5 separate regions of the Mus musculus genome follow, and all the other regions are linked to region 3. The links are chromatin contacts, called in public ChIA-PET, HiChIP or PLAC-seq and promoter capture Hi-C maps. All regions are on one chromosome and are shown on one strand. The core of a region is the stretch at or near the end of the contact, and the rest is flanking DNA. Distances in the headings are between cores, read along the strand shown. Region 1 has its middle 17 kb from the start of Cish. Region 2 holds the start of Rpl29 (ribosomal protein L29). Region 3 holds the start of Manf (mesencephalic astrocyte-derived neurotrophic factor). Region 4 holds the start of Cacna2d2 (calcium channel, voltage-dependent, alpha 2/delta subunit 2). Region 5 has its middle 22 kb from the start of 4930429P21Rik.

What was found. Promoter capture Hi-C pulls out the DNA fragments that hold promoters and counts their contacts. ChIA-PET counts read pairs in DNA pulled down with a chosen protein or histone mark. HiChIP or PLAC-seq counts read pairs in DNA pulled down with a chosen protein or histone mark.
Region 1: an H3K4me3 HiChIP or PLAC-seq map of bone marrow-derived macrophages shows a contact between it and region 3, with 4 times the contacts expected there. The contact joins the enhancer-like site here to the promoter of Manf in region 3. A contact is called at or near these places in 1 of 39 promoter capture datasets (embryonic stem cells), 1 of 484 Hi-C or Micro-C datasets (bone marrow-derived macrophages), 29 of 115 datasets of contacts at active chromatin or transcription factors (the 230-238 cell line, CD8 T cells, the NIH/3T3 cell line and 19 more) and 6 of 9 other capture datasets (adipose tissue, embryonic stem cells, embryonic tail and 3 more).
Region 2: a contact with region 3 is called in an RNA polymerase II ChIA-PET map of memory CD8 T cells, with 17 read pairs. The contact joins the promoter of Rpl29 here to the promoter of Manf in region 3. A contact is called at or near these places in 3 of 39 promoter capture datasets (liver and pre-B cells), 4 of 484 Hi-C or Micro-C datasets (CD4 T cells, embryonic stem cells, nephron progenitors and 1 more), 1 of 115 datasets of contacts at active chromatin or transcription factors (memory CD8 T cells) and 1 of 9 other capture datasets (adipose tissue).
Region 4: a contact with region 3 is called in a promoter capture Hi-C map of the SN4741 cell line, with 6 times the contacts expected there. The contact joins the promoter of Cacna2d2 here to the promoter of Manf in region 3. A contact is called at or near these places in 9 of 39 promoter capture datasets (the 3T3-L1 cell line, the SN4741 cell line, cranial neural crest and 5 more), 2 of 484 Hi-C or Micro-C datasets (the G1E-ER4 cell line and embryonic stem cells), 6 of 115 datasets of contacts at active chromatin or transcription factors (the 230-238 cell line, embryonic brain, embryonic limb bud and 3 more) and 1 of 9 other capture datasets (embryonic stem cells).
Region 5: a promoter capture Hi-C map of embryonic stem cells shows a contact between it and region 3, with 2.7 times the contacts expected there. The contact joins the enhancer-like site here to the promoter of Manf in region 3. A contact is called at or near these places in 16 of 39 promoter capture datasets (the 3T3-L1 cell line, 3T3-L1-derived adipocytes, the C10 cell line and 11 more), 1 of 15 datasets of contacts at CTCF or cohesin (large pre-B cells), 1 of 484 Hi-C or Micro-C datasets (Th2 cells), 9 of 115 datasets of contacts at active chromatin or transcription factors (bone marrow-derived macrophages, embryonic forebrain, embryonic midbrain and 5 more) and 3 of 9 other capture datasets (adipose tissue, embryonic stem cells and macrophages).

Annotation. Positions count from the first base shown.
Region 1 is chr9:107,311,164-107,315,915 of GRCm38.p6, reverse strand. No RefSeq gene overlaps it. Among named protein-coding and RNA genes, the nearest start is that of Cish, 17 kb to the right of the region's middle. Within about 2 kb of position 3,020, at least 159 of the 459 cell types and tissues checked have an H3K27ac peak or open chromatin away from gene starts, as enhancers often do. A contact at or near this core is called in the 230-238 cell line, CD8 T cells, SST interneurons and 3 more, where this site is marked.
Region 2 is chr9:106,426,709-106,431,489 of GRCm38.p6, reverse strand. It overlaps Rpl29 (ribosomal protein L29), which reads right to left and starts at 2,079. Exons shown (of 3, transcript NM_001324534.1): 1 at 1,476-2,079; 2 at 1,118-1,182; 3 at 1-421. The coding sequence starts at 1,512. The coding sequence ends at 41.
Region 3 is chr9:106,890,383-106,894,587 of GRCm38.p6, reverse strand. It overlaps Manf (mesencephalic astrocyte-derived neurotrophic factor), which reads left to right and starts at 2,650. Exons shown (of 4, transcript NM_029103.4): 1 at 2,650-2,774; 2 at 3,390-3,517. The coding sequence starts at 2,690. Dock3 (dedicator of cyto-kinesis 3) reads left to right here. Exons shown (of 53, transcript NM_153413.2): 53 at 1-1,763.
Region 4 is chr9:107,398,224-107,402,506 of GRCm38.p6, reverse strand. Cacna2d2 (calcium channel, voltage-dependent, alpha 2/delta subunit 2) reads right to left here and starts at 2,627. Exons shown (of 38, transcript NM_001174049.1): 1 at 2,224-2,627. The coding sequence starts at 2,438.
Region 5 is chr9:107,373,571-107,377,938 of GRCm38.p6, reverse strand. No RefSeq gene overlaps it. Among named protein-coding and RNA genes, the nearest start is that of 4930429P21Rik, 22 kb to the right of the region's middle. Within about 2 kb of position 2,263, at least 15 of the 459 cell types and tissues checked have an H3K27ac peak or open chromatin away from gene starts, as enhancers often do. A contact at or near this core is called in embryonic stem cells, fetal liver and trophoblast stem cells, where this site is marked.

The DNA of each region.
Region 1 (4,752 bases), core at 1,771-4,270, 420 kb before region 3:
AAAGGAGCCCTGGGTGTGGGGAGGAGGCAGGGCAAGTCCTTGCTACTGAACCAGGATTCCTGTACTCTGGGTGTGAGGTGGGGCTGGCAGACATCACGCTCTACTAGTTCTCAGCTGGCAGGTAAGTTAAGGACGTAAGTCCCCATCTCACTGTGAGGAGGAAGCATTTCAGGTCCCCAGGCCTGGAAGGTTCTAGGAGGAGACACTGGATGAATGTGTCTAAAATCCCCTTTGCAGTCATTCCACGGAGGAAGACTTTTTTTTTCCTTTTCTTTTTCTTCTTTTTTAAAGACAAGAGTCTCACTATGTAGCCCTGGCTGGCCTGGAACCTGCTATGTAGACCAGACTGGCTTCAAATTCAGCCAAGACCCACCTGCCTCTGATTCCTGTTGCTGGGACTAAAGGCTTGGACCCCATGCCTGGTAAATTTTCCTTCCTTTCACTCCAGGTCCTCATAGCTCAACAGCTTGTTCTTCAAACTGAGTTTCATGGGGCATTAAATACATATTTTAAAAATGTAAAAGCAACTCGGGAGGCAGAGGCAGGAGGATTTCTGAGTTCGAGGCCAGCCTGGTCTACAAAGTGAGTTCCAGGACAGCCAGGGCTATACAGAGAAACCCTGTCTCGAAAAGCCCCCCCCCCAAATGTAAAAGCAGCATTTTAATAACATAATGTTTAAAAGTTGAAATTTTTTCTTTGCATAAAATCTAGCAAAGAGCGCCAGTGTCTACACCAGAGACTAGCATGGGGTGGCTTTTTAAAAAATTTATTTAAAGACATATTTATTTTTATTTTATATGTACAAGTATTTCACCTGTGTGTATGTCTGTGCACCGTAGGTATGCAGGACTGTGGAGCCCAGCAGAGGGGCTCCAGATCCCCTGAAAGTAGAGTTATAGGCAGCTGGACATGGGCGCTGGTCCCTCTGCAAGCAGTGGAATTAGACTGTCTGAGATAGGTGCTGGGAACTACACCTGGGTCGTCTGGAAGAGCAGAAATGCTCTCAACTGCTGAGCCTTCTCGCCATCTCTCCAGCTCTAGGGATTAGAATCTTATGCTGGCCTACACTTCCATGTTCTTTCAATGTTTGCTTTTCATAACACAGGACCAAGGGACAGAGCTGGCAGATCAGTGGTTGTGAGCAGTGGCAATGCCTCTGTAGCCCACCTGACAGGCTGTAGGGACAGGAGGAGGAGACTCACTTCAAGCCCAGGTCATGGGGAGGACTCTGATGTGTTATAATGGCGGGTTACACTTGTTTGAGTCTGTGGTGTTTAGACATCATTATTATTGGTTATTTATGGGGGTGGGGGGGGGGTCTACGTGCTACGGTAGAATACAGTTTTGTGGAGCACATTCTCTCCTTCCACATATACATGAGTTCCAGGGGTTAAACCCAGGTCATTGGAGGCTTGCACAAGTGCCTTATGCACTGAGCCATATCACTGGTCTTAAAATCATACATTTATTTTGTTGATTCTTTTAGTTAGCATAAAAAGTAATGAGTTTTCATTGTTAGATTTTCATATATGCATGTATATGTGTATGTATATATATATAAATAATCTTTTTCTGGGACAGGGTTTTTCTGTGCAGCCTTGGCTATTCTGGAACTCACTCTGTAGCTGGGACTCAGATCTGCCTGCTTCTGTCCCCTAAGGGCTGGGATGAAAGCCGTGGGTCGCACACCTGGATACTTTGTTTCTTGTTTGTATCCACTCCCCACTGCTCTCCCACTCCCCTCCTTGTTTGTTCTTCCTCCCAAATGGGCCCCTTCTGCTTTCCTGTCATATCCAGATAAGTATGTGGACACCGACACTGCACATGAGAGGAAACACTTGATATTTTTTCTTGCCCCTCACTACCCATTCCTCCCCTCACATAGTCCCTCTTCCATTTACTTCTGTGCCCTATGCATGTCTGTACATGTATTCTGCTTATGAGAAGAAACACAGGATAGTTGTCTTTCTGAGCCTGGCTTATGTCACTTAGTGTGATGATATGCCCCCCCCCATCCTGTCCATTTCCCTATGATGTTTATTTTTCAAAATGATTCATTTTTGCTATTTTTATGTGAATTGGTGTTTTGCCTGCATGTCTGTCTGTGTGAGGGTGTTAGATCCCCAGGAACTGGAGTTACAGACACTTGGGAATTACCATGTGGGTGCTGGGAATTGAACTCAGGTACAGCAGCCAGGGCTCTGAATCACTGAGCCATCTCTCCAGCCCCTACAATGTTTATTTTTAATTATGAAAAAAGAAAAGGAGAGGTGAGAGGGGGAAAAAAAGAGAAGGGAGAAGAGAGAAAGAAGAGAAAGGAAAAAAAAGAAGAGACAGCAAGATGAGGGTAAAAGTGCTCACTGCCAAGCCGGCTGATCAGGGTTACTGGGGAAGGAGGAAAATGCAAATTGTCTTATGACCTTTACAAGCAAACTATGGCATTCACACACACGCACACACACGCACACACACGCACACACACACACACACACACGTAAATGTTAATTTTACTTAAGAAAGGAAGGCGAGAGGGAGGAGGAAGGAACTTGTGGGCAGGGCATGAGGGCATTTTCTATATTGGCTGTTCTGTTCCTGAAGCTTCTAGCCCCCTCAACTGTCCTGTCCTGGGGTCACCTCCACCCAGCTTCTGTCACAGCCACTGAATCTGGGCCACCTACTTCTGAAAGGTCCTTGGTGTCCTCATCCAAGACCTGGCTGCACAATGCATGTGCCAGGTGCATAATCTCTGGTTTGAGGCAGGAAAAAGAAGAGTCAAGCAGTAGGCGTGGCCAAGGGGTTTCCCCAGGCTTTATGGTGCCTTTAAGGTGGGCAGGCTGGGGAACCCAGGGCCCCACAAAGCCTCAAGTCTCTCTGGTTCTGGGTACCTTCATTTCTGGGAACTGACTGTGCTTTGGAAAGAGAGAAATGAGAAGCAAAACCCTTTTGGGCCCCAGCATTAACCCTCCCCCCTCCCTTGTCTTCTTCCGCTGAGTCACAGTTAAGAGCCAGGCACCTCAGCCTTCCTAGCCACCCGGGTGGGGCAGGACTCAGGGTTAGGTGAGGACACAGCATCTGAGACAAGCTCTCCTTGCCAGCATCCTCGGCGAGTGGTAGAGGGCAGCTACCCTCTGGGGCAGTTAAGGTCTGAGACCACCTCCCTAAGCTTAGGTGAGGCTTTATGTCCTGCCCCTCCTATTTCCTCCTGGCTTTGTTCACCCCACGAGCTTTTATTAAGTGCCAACTGCATGCTGGAGCTAGGAAGGTGGGATGGTTCAGTGGTCCTTGGGTTCCATGTCTTTAGGGAGCTCATGGATGCAGTAGATAGACAAGAACTTATCCTAATTGGCCCCCAGTGAGGAACTCTTGGTTTTTAGGCTTTTTGTCAGCAATGGAGATCCACACAGGTTTTGTCCTCCAGAGAGAGCCGGCCATATTATACATGCCTGTACAGAGAGCTATATGCATGCCTCTTTACAGGAATGCACATGTACATGCATATGCATGGGTGTGGGACTTGAACACTGGCTGGTATTTATGATCATAGGTATCTATACACACCCTCCCTTGGGTGGAGGAGCACTAAGCTCTGGAAACTGGGTCAGATCTCTCTGTATGAGTGTGTGTGTGTGTGTGTATTGTATGTGTGTACATGTGTATGAGTATGTGTACTGTGTGAGTACATGTGCATGTGTGTATATGCATGTGAGAGTATGTGTGTATTGTATGTGTGTGTGTGTGTGTGTGAGTATATGTGCATGTGTGTGTGAGCATGAGTGTGTGTGTGTGTGTGTGTGTGTGTGTGTGTGTGTGTGTGTGTGTGCGCATTATTATCCTGTCTCAGAAGCCCAACCACTACTTCTGAGTCATGGCCGCCTGTGGAAACTCCAGCATATCACCCCCATTTCATAGGAAAAAAGGCTGAAACTCTGAGGGTCTCCCTGACTTGACTTGCTTACTGTCACCCAGTGTTTGGGGAATAGATCTGGGAAGGGGATTACTGAACTTTTGGCCTGGTAGTTGGACCCTGACACCATATCTTTACTAAGACTGGCCTGGCCTGTCGGCCTCCATATTCTTTATTCTGAATGAACCAGCCTCCCACTTCTGCTGAAATGGTCCCCACCTTCCCTCATGGAACTTTCCCATGACTCTAGCCTTCTTCCTTCCAGTTTTTGTCCCCTTCATGTCCACCAACTAAGGCTAAAACTGGCTCCTGTAAAATTTCCCATCCTTTATAATAAGAGTTGTGTTGGCCTGGGTTAGATATCTCAGTGAGTGAAATGCTTGCCGTGCAAGAATGAGGACTAGACCCACATAAAAGCCAAGCTTGCCTGTGTCCTCTTATCATCCCAGTGGCTGTTGGGGTAGAGACAGGAGGAGCCCTGGGACTCACTGGTCTGCCACTCTAGCCTATATCAGGGGTTCCAGGCCAGTGAAAGACAATGGTTTCAAAAGAGAAGAGTGTCTAAGAAACAACTTCCAACGTTGACTTCTGCATGCATTCTACATGCATGTACACACACATACACGCACATGTACACACACATATATACACTCACACACACACATACTCACACACGCTTGTTCACATGTGCACACACTCACATACACACACACACTCACATACACACATACATGCACTGTGAAAGCTGAGTTTGTATCCACCTTGTAAGCAAATGAGTTAGCTTACCATGTTCTCAAAGATTCTGGCAGAACACACAAAACTCCTGGCTTAGAAACAAAGCCCAGATC
Region 2 (4,781 bases), core at 830-3,329, 460 kb after region 3:
CACAGCAGTCCGTCTGTCTTCACACTGGCAGGAGCCTTTTCTATGGGGCCTTCACAGGGGCCTGGGCACCTTTGGGGGCCTGAGCACCTTTGGGAGCCTGAGCTGGAGCTGAAGCCTGGGCCTTAGCTGGAGCTTTGGCCCCTGCCTTGGTTTGGACCTTAGGCTTCGGTTGGCAGAGCCTCTGACCCTTGGCCATGTAGCTTCGAATCCGCTTCCCAAGCTTGGGGTGAGCGATGAAAGCCAGCCGCTTGAGTTTGGGGCCTTTTGGCATCTTGGGCTTGATGGCCTGAGGCTTCACCAGGGCCTTGATGGCCTCTGCGCGCGCACTCACTGCCTTTGCATTGTTGGCCTGCATCTTCTTCAGGCCTTTCTTGTTGTGCTTCTTGGCAAAGCGCATGTTCCTCAGGAACTTGGGGTCAACCTGGGAACAGAAAAGGTGTATGAGGTAGCATATAACAGGCCCGGTTCACTTCCTTAAGTCCCTGGTCACAAATATGTTACTGTAAAAACAACAGTAAGTTAACCTTAACCACAAAAAGGTTGGAGGGTGTGGGTGTGAACTTCTGGAAACCTAGCTGTTTCCTGAGACTTGTCTAGGGGCACCCCCCCACCTCAGCTGAGTGTCAGATACCAAGCCTAGTCCATCAGATTCACATCAGAGAGCGTGGTTGCAGGCAGCAAACAGACCTAGTACAGCCTCAGTTATCCCCAGTCTATTATCTGGGTGCAATCAAATGTACAGAACTAGAGTTGCGTTTAGACGCAGACCATGAGGTACCCAATATACAGAACGACTCCCTCCCTCCCTCAAGGCTCCACGGAGCAAGAGAAGCAGTTCTGTTCTCAGGAGATTACACCAGGGGCTGGGAAGGTCAAGGAAGGCTTTTCTGTTGAGTCTGACATGGGAGACAAGGAGAAGCTAGGCAACACAATCCCTAGAGCTCAGAGTTCGAAGCCAGCCTGGTCTACATAGTGAGTTCTAGAACAACCAGGACTACACAGAGAAATCCTAGCTCGAAACACACACGCTGGTGGTGGAGGAGACATGACTTACAAGAGGCCCTACCCTGTAGACCTGGAGCCAAGGGATAGTTTATGACCCACTGTCATCACTCACCCCCTTAAGAGATTCGTATCTTTGCGACCGGGGTTTCTTGATGCCATTTCTGTGCCATTTGCGGGCTGTAGGGTAACAAATATTTACAGGTCAAAAAAAAATGAGGTATCTTCCAATAAGACCACCTAACATCATGGTTGGCAGTCTTTTGAGAATACACTAAGGATGGGTGGAAAGCACTATGGGCTTTTTAAGCGGATTCCTGGCTCCCAAATTTGTAATCTCCAAAGTAGCTAAACACACAATCATCTTCAAGGCTCACCTGAAGGGTGACCTGCCCTCCCTCCAGCTCTGATCTAGCAACCCTAACCCAATCCTCGCTGGGGTACAGTCGCCAGCCGGAGCCCAAGGAACTTACACTGGTTGTGTGTGGTGTGGTTCTTGGACTTGGCCATGTCTGCACCTGCAAGAAAGCCACGAGATCAGTTCTGGGCTTCCCCAGACCGGCACACCTCTGCCGCCCTGAGCTGGGGTAACATGAAGAAACCAGAGGCTGCAGCAGACGCTTCCGATTTACGACACCCGCCAGCCTGGCAACACTCACAAAACGCGACCCCACCTCTCAAACGCGAGCAAGGAGGTCGGTCCTGAGACTGAGCTTGCCGGCCCCGGGGCGGCTTTCCCCGCCATCCGTTCCTTGAGGACGACCGGGAACCACCCCCGCCCGGCAATCTCGATGCCCCATAGCCAAGCAGCTGCCCGCCCTGTCCTTCCTGCCACCCGTGTCGCCTGCCTCGCGACCCGCCGCCGCCCTGTAGTCACGGATGTCATCGGATGCCGTAAGGCCAACACTCACGGTAACCCGCGGCTCCCGCAGCGCCGGAGACCGGAAGAGAAAGAGAAAGGCCCGCAGTGCAGCACGGGAAATAGGGCCGACACCGCCGGAAAGTCCAACGGAAAAGCTTCCCTCACTGCTGGCGGAGAAAAAAGGTTCCAAGGCCGGAAAGAGTTGAAGCCTAGAAAGGGGAGGGGTTAGAGCCTGGCCACGCCCTCTTAGCGTCACAGATTTCTTTCTTTGCTTAACCCCTCCCCGCTATTTTTTGAGCGGGTCTTTCTTGCTGTGTAGCCTAGACTGGGTTATAACTGTTCATCCTCCAACAGCAGGCTTTTGCTACTGGGGTTAAGAGCGTGGTGTTAGCATGGACCACGACGGCGGCCAGCCCGTGTTTGCTTCCTTCTCTTCCTCCAGTGCCTACTTTGCTCTTGGGCTAGACTTCCAAAGACTCTGAAAGCCGAGGGGGCCTTTGAGGGATGAATGTTAATGGAGCGAAGAATCTGTGTTCTTAAACAGCTCACCGGGCTCCTGTGTGGAATGCACTGGAGAGGGCAGAGGAGAGGAGAAGAGCTATGAGACTCATGCAGACTGCCACACAAGGGCGCTGGCTGCCTGAAGACAGTGAAGAATGTACTAGGGAAAAGAATAGACTGGATTTAGGGTGCCGAAAATTAGAGAGAGAAAAGCGGCAACGATAGTCCAAGTCTACTCCAACAGCCTGGGCTGGTTCCCCAGAGTGGCAGTTTCGTGGTTTCTTTTTTTTTTTTTTTTTAAGATTTATTTATTTATTATATGTAAGTACAGTGTTGTTGTCTTCAGACACTCCAGAAGAGGGAGTCAGATCTCCTTACGGATGATTGTGAGCCATCATGTGGTTGCTAGGATTTGAACTCAGGACCTTCGGAAGAGCAGTTGGGTGCTCTTTTTTTTTTAAGATTTATTTATTTATTTATTTATTTATTTATTTATTTATTTATTTATTTGTTTATTATATGTAAGTACACTGTAGCTGTCTTCAGACACTCCAGAAGAGGGCGTCAGATCTTGTTACAGATGGTTGTGAGCCACCATGTGGTTGCTGGGATTTGAACTCTGGACCTTCGGAAGAGCAGTCGGGTGCTCTTACCTGCTGAGCCATCTCACCAGCCCCAGTTGGGTGCTCTTACCTGCTGAGCCATCTCACCAGCCCTCGTGGTTTCTTTTCACATATATTAGATGTGAGATGATGCTAGAGAGGTGAAAACAGGCCTGTAATCACAGCTACTGGCTGAAGAATTGTAAGTCTGAGATGCCTGAGTAATTCAGGTAGACCTTGTCTCCGAAAAGCTTTTTTTGTTGTTGTTTCAAGATAGGGTTTTTCTCTGTGTAGCCCTGATTGTCCTGGGACTCACTCTGTAGACCAGGCTGGCCGCAAACTCAGAAATCCCCCTGCCTCTGCCTCCCAAGTGCTGGGATTAAAGGCGTGTACCACCACTGCCCAGCTCCAAAAAACTTTTATAATGTCAGGATATCCCAGCACTCACGAGGCAGAGGCAGGCAAGCCTCTGTGATTTTAGTTTATGTAGTGAGTTCTAGGACAGCCAGGGTTATGTAGAAAGACCCTATCTCCAGAAAGGCATGGTAGCTCACACCACCCACTCAGTGTATAGGGCCTAAGTTTTATACAGAAGCAGGAGAATCAGGGACTCAAGATCATCTTAAGCTACAAAGCTAGGACTAGGCCAGGCAGGGTGACACCCTGTCTCTAACAGCAAAAACAGTGTGCTGGGCAGATAGTTCAGTGGGTAAGAATGATTGTAGCTCAAACATGAATTCAAACCCCGGATCCAATTGTGGAAGGACAGGATAGACTCCTGACAGTTGTCCTCTGCCTTAAACACCCATATACAGGCTCATAAAAATAGTGATTTTTAAGAATTTAAAAGCCGCTGGGCAGTGGTGGTACATGCCTTTAATCCCAGCACTTGGGAGGCAAAGGCAGGGGGATTTCTGAGTTCGAGGCCAGCCTGGTCTACAGAGTGTGTCCCAGGACAGCCAGGGCTACACAGAGAAAACCTCGGCAGCTGGTTCCATAGAAAAAGCACAGAGGTAAATGGGAAGAACACATCTGCCTTTTCTGTTGTAAATAGACAGAACTGACAACTAAATCAGGCTGAATGTTCCATCGACAATAAACTAAGTCTGACACGCTGCAGCCTTTTAAAGAAACATGTATTCGTGCACACAGCTACCACTTTAGAGCTGCATCAACACCTACAGACCATAGTTACCTTTAGCTTTTCTGGTTTCTGGTTTTTGGTTTTTTGAGACAGGGTTTCTCTGTATAGCACTGCTGGCTGTCCTGGAACTCACTCTGTAGACCAGACTGGCCTCGAACTCAGAAATCCTCCTGCCTCTGCCTCCCAAGTGGTGGGATTAAAGGCGTGCACCCCGACTGCCCAGCTTTGTTTTTCTTTTTTTTTTTTTTAAGATTTATTTATTATTACATGTAAGTACTTTGTGAAGAGGGCGTCAGATCTCATTATGGATGGTTGTGAGCCACCATGTGGTTGCTGGGAATTGAACTCAGGACCTTTGGAAGAGCAGTCAGTGCTCTTAACCGCTGAGCCATCTCTGCAGCCCCCCATTTTTCTTTTTAATAATTGTATCCAATAAAGTTATTGTCTGCTCAAAAAAAAAAAAAAGAATTTAAAAGCCAGGAGTGTTGGACACCTTTAATCCCAGCACTAGAGAGGCAGAGACAGGTGAGATCAAGGACAACCTGGTCTACAAATCAAGTTCAGGACAGCCAGGGCTGGTTACACAGAGAAACCCTATCTCAAAAAAACAAAAATTAATTAATTAAACAAAAAATAAAGTTAAAAAAATTAAAGACTCGCTGGGCGTGGT
Region 3 (4,205 bases), core at 1,401-3,900:
GTGAGTTAGGCCCCTTCCTTGGATTAGAAAGAGCTGGTGTGAGAGTGAGGCTGGAGTGTGGCAGGAGCCAGAGAACCTTTTGCTTTCCCAGGTGGCCCCAAATGCCTGCCGCTTAGAGCCTGAATCAGGGATTTTCAGCACTACCTCTGAGCCTTGGGGTTGGCTGCCCAGCCTGGCTTCCAGGCCCTGAGGATGTGTGGTCAGGTTCAGCAAGCTCCTGGGTTTAAAAATATATAAATAAATAAATGGTGGGAGGAAACTTCTCCTTTTGGAGGCAGAGAGCCACACAGGTAAAACTGTTATCTTCCAAGCAGCCAAGTACTGAGCCCTCCACTCCAAACCCATAGGGACTGCCCACCACTCAGGGTTCAGGACAGGCAGAAGGGCAGTTTTTCAAACCTCCCCAGTCTGTTAAGTAGGGCACAGTGGTGACTTTATAGGGAATTCTTTCATGTCAGGGCACTGACGTTACTCTTGGTATTATGGTGGGGGTATGGTAATATTTCACCAGGGTGCTTCTAAGTTACTTTTTAAAATAACTTGTCTTGAGGCAATTGTTTTCCTTTTATTTGCTTACATTCCCATCAGTGATGGCCATAAAACTGCCTTCTCCTTGATGAGCAGGTATGTTGCTCCCCTGTTCCCTTAACTAGTTGGCCTTCTGGCCTGCTATGGCCAAGTTCTGGCCCCAGCTGCTTATCCCTTCTCCACAATTCTTTCCAAACAGAAAAACCCATGGTCACAGTGTTTTTCTCTTAGAAACAAGTTTAATAGAACTGTCAGCAAATAACCTATAGGAAAAGAAAGAAGGCCCATTTCCGTTCACAGTATGTTGGGGCCCAGGTACCAACAGTGTAGGGCTTTCTGATACCCTCAGGATCATTCAGGCAGAGTGGAGACTGTTGAGGATGTAGGTAGGCCAATCCAATAGCCCCAGCACCAAGGGCACACACACCTGTTCCTGAGCCCAGACTCACTGGTAAGCTTGTTTCTGGACCGTCTGGGTTCACAGGTATGAGGGTCAAGTCTAGCTTGGGATGTGATTCTTAGGTAGGGCAGCTTTAGGTTTGTTTCCAGGCACGTCTGAACCTCAGTCCACGGAGGCAGCCAGTCATCACATGCAGACATCTCCTTTCTCCACTTGATGGCACAGGAGGTAGGGAGGGGAATGTAGGGTTAAGTTCCTTGACCTTGCTTTATGCAAAGTGAAATATATTTGTGTTACTTCTCTCCATTTTCCCCAACTGGATGAAATGGACCTATTCTGAATACTTTTTATTGAAAAACCAGCCAGTGTGAGGGAAATGGGAGGTCAGAGATCAGAATCCTTTGAAAAGATTGTGAAATACTGATTTTCATTGTTTAAAGCGTATTTGTAAATACCTATTTGAATGCTGTGTATTTGTACAGGAATTTGAGCAAAAAAATGTATAGAGTATGTCTAATTGGTAATAAGCCCTATAAATGTGTTTTTAACCTCTGGCATTCTGTGCTTATTTAAAACAAGAAAACTTCTAACCATTTCTTTTGTGTATTCATGTCTAAAGAAAAACTGACTTAAAATTATCTTACCTGTACCAGAAAAGTTAAAGAAAAAAATTTGTGCCAGTGTCCCAAGAGGCATTTTACTGTATATATTGTGGTAGCATGTTATAAATCCAACAAAAAATGTGACTTTTAGATGTAAATATCTGGCAACTGACTCCCCCACCTCCATCCCTTGACTGCTGTGATGTGAATTAAAGATGAATACCTGATATTGATCCACTGATTTCACTGAATGGGAGCATAAGTGCCCCTCTCAAACCCTTGTCGCCGGGCTCCAAGCCCTTTTAGCTCCAGATACTTTTCTGCACTTAGTCGGCCGCTCTCCATATTCCGCCTTCCAGGGCGAGTGGCCAAAGCCCTTGCACTTAGCATTAGGGCAGTCCAGGCGGTAATGTCTCCAGTTCCCATCCTCGTGTCTCCAAGAGTGGAGAACAAAACCTCCCAAGATCCCATGGCCTCCATTTGGAAGGTAGACCAACGCCTCTGCTCGCAGCCTTGCCGCGAGGTCCTCAGAGGCCCAGGACGGGAAACGACTAGGCAGGCCGAGACCTTTCGTTTAAGAGGTTCTGCCGTCTGACCCAGGTTAAAGCGGGGTCTGAGCAAGCCGGCGAATCAAAGTGGACGTTCCCCTTGATTGGCTCGGCAATCCACGTGGTAGTTCAAAACAAGGAACCGCTTCTGATCCATGCTCCCGCCGCCCATCCTACTGGCTATAGGGTGGCGCCAGAAATGCTGCTCTACGAGTCCGGGCGTCGGGAGGAGTGGGTGTGGAACCAAGACTCGGCATTCGGGTCGAGTCAATAGATTGAGAGGGTTCCGGGTAAGCAGCCAAAGCAGCTGCCCTAACCCAACATGGCGACCCGTGCACCTTCCCTCCGCACCCCTATGGACCGCCCAGGCTCAATCAGCAACCGACAACTGTCTAGGTCCCAGACAGCAGCAGCCAATGAGGGAGGGTAGCGTGGAGCCGCCGGTCTGGGCTCCTGGGCACGTGGACCAATGAGGATGCAGCATATGGGTGGGCGCGGGGATCGCACACCAATGGGAAGCTCAGGTTTCTGTTCCAGCCCACTAGGCGGAACACCGCGCCGGGTGCGGTTCATTCGCGCGGCGGCGGCGGTGGTGGAGACGGCTGAGGAGGATGTGGGCTACGCGCGGGCTGGCGGTAGCGCTGGCCCTGAGCGTGCTGCCTGACAGCCGGGCGCTGCGGCCAGGAGACTGTGAAGGTGCGGGGGACCGGATGGGGGCGGCCTGGCGGCGCTAAACCCAAGGAAAGCGAAAGGGTGGGAGCGACGGCCCGTCCCGGGGCTCCGCTGGAGAAAGGGCCTCACTTATTTCCCGGGCCTAGAGACGTTGACCCATTTAAGGGAACGCGTCGGTTCAGTAGCGTTAATAACTTGGCCGGAAGCCCACATCCCGGGAGTTTTTGTCTTCCCATCACTTTAGCGATTACAGGAAGGCATCCTGTGGGCCGCAACCGTCTCGGGGTTACTAAGCTGCACTTGGGGGTTCGATGTATTTGGAATGAGGAGCATTTTGATCATTTGCTTCAGCCTTCAATCTGTCCCTTATGAGGTCACAATGAGTTCCCTCAAGGACACGTGTCCACTCTAGACTTAAACTTGAAAAGAGCAGAGAGGGTTGTGTGTGGGTCACTTGGGTAATGTTCATTCCCAGCATGCAACTGGGTACAAGGACCCCAGCAACCTAAGGGCTCTGTGCACTTCTGAGTACCCGAGTTAAAAAAAAAAATTAATCCCTTCTAGCAAAACTGCTGACAGAGTTTTTTCCAGGGGAAATGGAGACTAATAATTACTTACCATCTCCTCCCTCTTTTCCAGTTTGTATTTCTTATCTGGGACGATTTTACCAGGACCTCAAAGACAGAGATGTCACATTTTCACCAGCCACTATTGAAGAAGAACTTATAAAGTTTTGCCGTGAAGCAAGAGGCAAAGAGAATCGGTTGGTAAGTAGCTGGTGACCCACCCAGCCTGTCCCTGGCTCTTGGGCACTGTCCACTTTGTGATGGGACTTGTATATATACTAATGTGAGGTTTAAGTGTTTTTATCCTCTATTTATTAAACATTGCTATAAGCTGAATATTGGTAAGACCAGGAGAGAAAATGACAGGCAACTGCAAGGCAGTGATGCCAGATGCCATGAAGGAAATAAGCTAGGAGAGTTGGTGGGTGGGAGCTGAGAGAGAAAGTAGTGGGTATCTACCTCTGAGGACAGGGAGTCAGTGAGGTGGAGTGAGCACAACTCAGGCAATGGGAGTGCCCAAAGACCAGAATGAATTTGGTGTGATTGGAACCAGAAGTAGTTGGCTAGGTGCCCCGAGATGGCCAGGGCCAAGTCAAGGTCAAGGACCCTGGCGGAGCATCAGCCTCTTGTAGCTTTAATTTCCATGGTAGTCTCTCATCGGAACTCTAACTCTGCAGCTGAGCATATATCAAGTGCCTCGGGCCTGGGACAGCTAGATCTGGGCAGACTAACAAACCGAAGCCTTGGCAAAGAGAGGTTTTCAAGGTGACCTAACAGTTGTCTGGAACTGGAGAGTTGGTTATGAATGTGTGCTGCTCTTGTGGAGGACCTGAGTTCAATTCCAGCATCCACAGCACCCTGCACTGCAGCTCCAGGGAACCTGATGCCT
Region 4 (4,283 bases), core at 1,378-3,877, 510 kb before region 3:
CGGCCACCAGATCCTAAACCCGCATTTGATTAAAACCGAGCAGTTTGAGAAGCTGAGCTCCCTTCCCACGGCACCACACTCAGGAGAGTATACTTAATCACTGAGAGCCCTCCCCATGGAAGGCTTGCTACCCCGGGACCATGAGGCTGACAGTCCTACTTTCCATCTTGAAAATCCACCTGTATCAGTGTCCTCCTAGCCTGGCTACTCTGGTCCAAGAAAAGGCTAAGGGGTGCCACTCAGCCCTGAGCAGCCCATAGAGAGAGCCCTGTGGCCCTGGCAGCAGCCCCAGCCTTTTATGCCAGTTTAACAAAAGCCCTAACCCAGAACCAGCGCAGTCATTGGGAGGGGTCTACAAGAGTCCCCTTCCTCCCTCCAAGGATCAATAGAGATCTGCATTCATGGGACCAGGGCAGCTGAAGGGCGCTGCCTGTCATGGCAAATCCTCCTGGATGTCACACATTTGTCAGCTAGACCCAAGAGCCTCAGCCCCTCTCTCATCCCCCTAATTATGGTTTGCAAGGCATGTCCCAAACCCTCAAATTAACTCCAAGTACATCAACAAGGGAAGAGTGTCCAGCTGGAAATGTGCGGCTGTAGTCACACCCACCTAACATCTTCTGGCTAAGAGCAGAGGGACAGGTGTACCCTGTGAACGGGGTCTGACATTGTCCTAAGGGAGACAGTGTACGCGCAGGAAAGAGGAGAGAAAGAGATAACTACTTAAACCTTCACTGGAGGGACTGGGAAATGGCTAGGAAAGAAAAAAAATGGCTTGGCTTTGAGAAAAAAAAAAAGAACAATAAAAAACATGCTTTTGCTCTTTCTAAACATTATAGTTTCGATCCAGTCTCATCGCAGCAAATGAAAGACAATACCACGACCCACCAACCCTTGAACTTCCCCGCACCACCCCCCATCCACTCATGAAAAATCCAGACAGCTGACAGAGGACACGTCCGTGCGGCACCTGTAATTTGCCAACTGATCACCCTCCTGGACACGGCCGGGCTGTGTGAGGAGAGTGATGATAAGGGAGAGGACAGGGAGACTGAGTCCGAGCCCTGCTTCATCTGAGTTTGTTTTCTCCTCATCTGAGAGAACCTACCAGCTGAAGTAGACAGGCTCTGTGGCAGAGCCGGGGTCTCCTACCCAAGGGCAGAACTGCTCTTGTGACGCAGACTAGTCAGGCTCTTTTCTGGGGCCAGACCCTTCCCTCTCATGCCCAAACCTAGGCCAGGACATTCGTGAAGGAGTCTGGGGACAGGTGGCTCCTTAAAGCTGAGGACAGGAAACAGAAGCACGGTGGTTGCCATGCCCCAAAGGGTGTCTGGACACTGACATATGGCTAAGGCACGGTGTCAAGAAACAGATGTTGTCCTAAAGGCCACATGCAGAATACCCACTCCTTATCCAGACACATCTGCCCGACTCTACCAGATCTTGGGGAAGGTGAAGAGGCTCAGACTGACCATAATAACCACTAGCAAGAGCTGGCAGAACCTGGAAATGCTATTACCCAGTTGGTAGCAGGAGCGACAGTGTCAGCATCAGGAGCAGGCAGGGGTCCTCCCTGTCATTCACCTTCTGACCCAACCCCAGCACCTTTACCTCCTTATTGAGCTATCCAGGGACGTCCCCTCAGGTGGGCGATCAAGAACAGGTGACATTGACCGAAGCAAGAAGGCGCTGGCACCCTCTGCATCCAGTATCGCTCCCCCCCCCCAAGGAAAAGGCCCAAGAAGACAGGTGTGGATGTAACCCCACGTCTGACTCTAAAGCGCCAGGTTCCCACCAGGGATAAAACACTGGGCAGATGCCTGGCTCCAAGTCTACCGGGCAGGGGTCGTTGGCCATTCTCTCGACCAACCTCAGGCTCCTCTATCACCGGACAGTGGCAGGAGTATAAACTGGCAGACTCGACCCCCACCCCATCCCTAAGCTTGAAGATGTTTTGCTCTGTCCCGTTGCAGGGGGTGGGGTGGGGGCGGTCTATGGGAAGCAGGGCACCGCAAGGAAGTTTCGCGACGCAGCCAGAAGCTCCGGGACCCTGGCTGCCAGCCCACGGGGGTTTGTAGCCGACACCCTCACTTGCAGCATGCCATGGGAACCAGAGCCCCCGCCCCGACACCCGGAGTGGAGAGTGGAGGGGCAGACGCGGGCTGAGGGGCGCAAGGGAGCGCGGGGCTCTGCGGGGTCCCGCGGCCGGCTGAGGCCACTTACGTGTGCTGCTGGGGGAAGCTGTAGGCAGAGGCGCCGGGGGCGGTGAGCAGCGGTAAAAGCAACAGAGGCGGCAGCAAGAGCAAGAGCGGGCGTGCGGGCCCGGACGCTGGGCCCCGGGGGTCAGGGCAGGGCCGGGGGCCGCGACCGGGCCAGGGGCGAGCGGTCCGCACCGGGCCGGGCCAAGAAGCGCCGCAGGTCCGAGCCGGCACCGCCATGTTTCCATTCAAGATGCGGCGCCGCGGGGAGGGAGGGGGGACGGCGGCGGCGGGATGGAGGTGGGGGGGCGCGGGCGGCGGGCGGAAAGCCGGCCTCTTCTCCACCTCCTTCTCCGCGCGGGGCCTCCGGGGCTGCACTGGCCGCAGCGCCTCTGCGGGCTGCGCGCAGCGATCTCCCCGCCGCGCTGGCTCCAAGCGCTTTGAGCGCCTGGCCCGGGACCTGCGCTCAAATAGCGGCCGCCGCCAACCTGCCGGCGCCGCCCTCCCCTGTCGCTCCCTCCCTCATTCCCTCCCTCCCTCTCCTTGGCCGGCCCGCCTCCGCGCGCCCCCGCCGCGGTCACGCGCCCGCCTGTGCCCGCGCGCCCCTCGTCCCCGTTCACCCCGGAGCCTGCCCTACTGGCTCGCGCAAACCGATCCGAATCCAAGCTCGCGAGTCCTGAGCCCCAGCCGTGGTCCCAGCGCCCAGTGCACGTCCCCGCCCCCACACCTCAGACCGGGGGACTCCTCTTGGCCCTGCGAGTGGGAACTCTCCCTAGGCAGTTGCACATATGACCCTTCTGGGACTCGACCTTCAACAGGCTTAAGGCCTGGAGTCACAGGTTTAAATGGTGGAATGGCAGGCTTCTGCAGACTACAGAGGAGAATGGCAGTCCTGTCACACCCACAGAAGAAGCTCCAGCTACCTCAAGATTTCTTTCTGTGGGGATCGGGGTGAGGGGGTTGGGGGCGTGGGGGGGGCAGCCCTTGGCAGAAAAACGGATCTTGGTTCTCCTAGTTCCTTGGAAGAGAGTCCAGCGGCACAGATGTGGGGACTGAAGGAAGCGGGATACCTCAGCTCTTGCTTTGCTCCACTTTACTGTCCAGACAACACGGGCCACGGAGCCCAAGCCTCCGCTCCCTGGACTTGCACAGCTTCGGGTCAGACTCGTCTAGAGGCAGGAAGCTCAGTCTAGCATAAACCACTCACTTTTGTCCTGGTGGGACCTGGCATCTTCCTGCTGTAGTTACAACAATGAGCTGTGTGTAACATTCAGCGTGTGGGCCACCTTCTCAGAGCCTTCCCTTTTCATAGGAATACCCCTGTAAGGCTGCAGTGCCATTTCCAGGATGCAGTGAGAAAGGGGTTGAATGTCTGGTAGCAGAAGCACTCACAGTTTCGAAGAGCATTCCAAGGACCTGCTCAGGTTGGCCCTTGAGCCCCACTTTGCCAGCCCCCAACGCTGACCCACAGTGGTGAGAATGCTCCCTGCCACCCTGCCACAGGACCCCCTTTGGCTGCCCACAGACTCTGCCAAACAAGACACTAAGGGCTTATTAACTGGTTGGTGGCTCAGTTCAGAGATGTCCAAGGACTCTCATCCCATGCCTGGGTAGGTCACCCAACATCTACTCACAACCGACTTTCCAGAGAGAGGAGAGAACAGTAGCCTCTGGGCCAAGGGGTACAGAAGTGATATAGACTCAGACAACCTTTCCTGACTTTCAACTCTGCTGTGGGCTTCCCATCTTTCCCCACTCCTAAAAATAAAGGCTTGACAAGAGCACATCTTCCTCTTCTCTAGATCTGAGTGAAGTTTCCCGGGCCAGATTCAGTATATTATACTGAACACTATAAGGGTCTATCAGCGATATCAAAAAGGGCCCTCAGTTCTACACTCCAAATAGTTTCTGGGACTTGGTGGTCTGGAAGGGCCTAGAGAACAATGGGAGGCCACATCAGGCCAGCTCTACAGGGAGGCAAGCAGGGGTGTCACTGAGCCAGATGTGTGACTATGTCGAATACCCACCGCTCCTTGTCCCCAGATCTGGACAGAACAGTTCATCACCAGGACAGATAAAGAGAGT
Region 5 (4,368 bases), core at 1,014-3,513, 480 kb before region 3:
GCTGTGGGAACCGTACCAGGTATACTAGGAAGGCAACCATAGCAGCAGTCTCTGAATTCTTCAGTTCTGCCTGCGATGCCATTAAGTGATGCCTCACCTCCTCCAGCGCAGCCTTTGAAGTCCATCGGTTTAGGATGAAGAGTGCACGAACACCGGGATGCTTTTAGTAGAGGCCAAGTTGGGGCCAGACGCGCATCTCTTCCCTCTTTGATGCTGTCAGCAAACTGTCAAACTACCTGCTCCAAAATGGGAGCCCCATCTCCCACCTTGGGGGGCTTGTCATGGAGGAGGGCTAGCATGACAGGCGATGTCTCTGCTCCACAGGCCTCTTACAGCTTGCTTGCTTTCTTTTCTTTTCTTTTTTTTTTCTTCTTTTTCTTTTGTTTGTTTGTTTGTTTTGGGGTTTTTTGTTTTGTTTTGTTTTGTTTTGTTTTTGTTTTGTTTTTTTCGAGACAGGGTTTCTCTTTATAGCCCTGACTGTCCTGGAATTCACTTTGTAGACCAGGCTGACCTCGAACTCAGAAATCCGACTGCCTCTGCTTCCCGAGTGCTGGGATTATCGGCTCTTTTACAGCTTTCTTCTCACAAAGGGTTGAGGTGGAGATGACCCTCTGACTGGAACACATACTTAGTCCTTAGTTGGGGAGGAAGAGTTCTGGCACATACCAGGGGAGTCTGGGATTGCCAGGAGTGAAGTCAGGGTTGGTCATTGCCCCTAGTTGAGCCTGAGTCCTCTGAAACAAGATGGTTTTAGGGATTAAACGTGGCCTTGCCCGTGCTCAGTAAAAGAGCCTTTCTAAGCTGAGTAACTAGACTCACTCCTCCAAAGCTCAGGAAGCTGAGGCAGGAGGATTGCTTCAGGCTTGAGGCCAGCCTGGGCTACAGTATGAGATTCTGTCTTAAAGCAAACAAATAAAACCAACCAAGGAAACACTAATAAAACACCTTTCCGTTCTGCCCCTTCTTGTCTTTCTGTAGCAGCACAGACCAAACAAGGTGAGTCTAACCTCAGCTACCAATGATTACAGCCAATCCTCTTTCCTATGCTGGCCACTGGTACGTCCTGCTTCATCTCCCCAACAGTAAGGAGGCCTCATAGACGAATCCCTATTAAATCAGAAGTCACTCTCATCCTTTGGACCTCAGAGTCCCCATTGGGAAAATGACTTTAGGGTCTGGGTAAATGCTGACATTTTGGACCAACACTGGGACTGCCCATCCCAAGCCCCAGGAGCCCCCACACTCTCCAGCATCCTCTGAACAGCCCCAGAAAGACTGCCACAATCGTGGGTTCAGTCTACCCTGCCTTTCTTAGCAATGAGTTCTGAGCGCATCCCATCTCTTTTGGGGGCTAGTGGATAGTCCCTGTTTTATGAATGTGCAGAAGCCCAATGGCATGTGAGAACTCAGCATCTACTGTCCAGTAAGGCCACCGCTAGGGGAAAGGATTGAATTTGCCCGGGCACTCTAGAACATTTATGATTAGGTTGGAGCAGAGGCACAAAGCGTTTGGGCAAACTAAGAGAAAAAAATCAGAATAGGAGACCAGATATAGATCATCCAGAGGAAAGCTGAGAACAGCTACTGGGTTGGAGACAGAGGGCACGGTTACAGTCGTATTATCGCTAAGTCTCAGAGGCCTAAGGCCCCAAGAAAGCAGGGTTAAGATGGCAGGTGGATGGGATATAGCTGTGTCCCTCAAGAGAACAAAAGCAGCTCTCACTGCACCCTGTATCCAGTGGATCCCCTCACTGTCTCTTAGGAGCCCCAGATCATTTCTAGGACTGAATGCTGGGTGCCCAGTGTATGTTTGGAGGATAGACTGGGCTCAAGCTCTATCACTGTACCAGTATGCAGATGTGTCGTGACCAGTAAGGACAGATACTGGTGGTCCTAGGCCCTGGCCATCGAAAGGGAGCTGGCTATAGCTACAGGCACCGAGAGCCTTACCCGGGAGAGGTCTGGACCAACAGGGAAAAAAGAGGGGTAGCAATAATTAAAAATTAAAAGCCAACACGACAGCAGTTTAAAAATGGAAAGAACAAGTAAAAACAATTAGCAGAGATGAGCAACCAGGCAAGCGCCATACAAATGGAACCAATCACAAAGCACTAATGATACCAGGAAACCCAATTTTTACAGTGTCAGGCTTGTGTGATTGAAGTACCAAGCCTACTTCTCTGAAACAAGCTGCGTGCTTGTCTGAGGGTGGGAGGGTTTTTGTCTCCTCCCCGCAACTCAGACAAACCTGAGTGGCTAGGTCAGAGGGCAGCAGCTGGTGGGAGGGGCTTGTAGTCCTGGTGATGGTGTGAGTGGCTGGAGAAGATAGGTTGGGAAACTGAGCAAGGGCCAAAGTGGGGCAGATATATGCCCCCTCAGTGTCCCCATCAGCAACAGCAGTGGTGGCAGGGCCACAGTCACGCAGTCACACACACTTGGTTGCCGCGGAGACCAGGGGACCCTCCTGGCAGAGGGAGGCTGAGGCAGTTTGAGTAATGGCGGAGAACGCTGCCGCTGATGGGGAAAAATACATCTTCATAACAGGGTGAACCTTTTGGAAAATGGAATAAGTAAAATAATTGAGAGAAAGAAAATTGAGTTTTTATTGCTTTTTAAGTGTTTAAGTGGAGGTTTCATTTAAGGAAATTATTGTTGCTTTTATTTTTAGCCACTGGTAGGGTGGGGAGGGGTTGGCCTAGGGTGGGGCTCTTGTTTCCTGCACCTCTTCCTGGTAGCCATAGGGTACCCACATTTCATAGACGGGAGAAGAAGAACCCTAGTTGAGAATCTGAAACAGTTGGGGGCCTATGCGGATGCCATCAAGTCTTCTGGACCCTCAGCTGCAGGCTGACTGGGTCCCGTTCTAGCCCCGTTCTTACCCTTTGGTCTTTGCCTCTCCAGCCCTTGCTGCCTTATATAGGGATCCTTGCTGCCTGTCTGGGATGAACCCCATCTCACCTTGAGCTGCTCATTTGACCCTCCCCTAATTTCCTGTCTCCTCCTACCTGTTCCGCACATCTCCTTTCCTTATCCTGCATGCAGGGCAGGGAGGAGCTCAACAAACATTTGTTGAGAGACGCCCTTCCTTCACTGGGTGGTGGGGGATGGGTGATCGCCCTCAGTCTACATACCTGAGATGCTGACTGAGCGCCACAGCGCCTCCTGCCGACCTGGGTTTCTGCCTGGCTTGGCTTTGTCCTTTCTGCGCCCCAGAAATGGCTCAAGTCCCAAAGACCACACTTGGAAGATCACACACTGGACAAGCTTTGCCCTCCAGACTTCACAGTTCTTCTCTGTGCAGCGTTTGGCACCACTCAGGGCCATTTATGAACCAATTCTTGTATCGCTTTCTGTTACCTGAGGTTAGCTTCACCAGCTGTCCCTGACCACGCCCACTTTATCCACCTTTGCTCCATTCAACCCGAATCCCTTTACTCCACATCCCGTGGTCTAGGGCATCCCAGTCCCCTCCTCTGCAGCTTCTTTCCTGGACAACCTTACATTTCTGTCAGTTCTCGTGCACTCGCTTTTCCGATCCCCTCCGCTCCACCTAAGCAAGCCTACAGTGCAGTCCATGAGACTCAAGGTAAGATTCTGACCCGAGTTATTTCAGCCAAAAGTGGAATTGATTGAAACAAGTAACTGGAATCTGTATCCAGATTATCACAACCTACTCGGCCTTCACTTCTCTGATTTCTTCTTTTTATTTTCTTTAAAGATTTATCTTTATTTGTGAGTCCGTAAAATACAGATTTCTGATTGCCCTGGAACTGCGGTTACAGAACTGCCTGGTATAGGTCCTACATGGTCTTTTAACTACTTTGTTTATTTGTTTGTTTAAGGCTTTGTTTTTGTTTGCTCAACACAGGCTTTTGCTGTGTAGCTCAAGCTATCTCAAACTCGTGAACCCCCTGTCTCAGCTTTTCTAGTGCCGAGATCACAGGCATGCCCTATTACTTTCTGTTAGCCTCTCTGCTAATACTACAGTGTAAACTCCATGGCCACCCTAGCCTGTGGCCTCACACCCATCCCTGGGTCCTGATGCATACACGTTGTTTTCTCAGGGGCACCCTGGTCTGTCTCCCCGAGGGGTACTTAACCTGGCTGTGCCTGAACACATAGGAACCTGCAGTTCAGGGTCTGTCCCCAGGGAGGCCTACAAAATGTTCCTGGCACCCTGTTGTTCCTAGGACCAATCCAACAGGCTCTCTCCACCCTGCTACACTAACTACTCCATCTCCAACCATGTGTCCCAGCCTTGGCCTCTAAGCACAGGCGAGGTTCATCTCGACAGGGTGTTCTCTTCAGCCTTGTACTGTGGTCCTGCTGTCCTCAGTACCTGAGTGGCTTCTCTCTCCAAACTCTCCT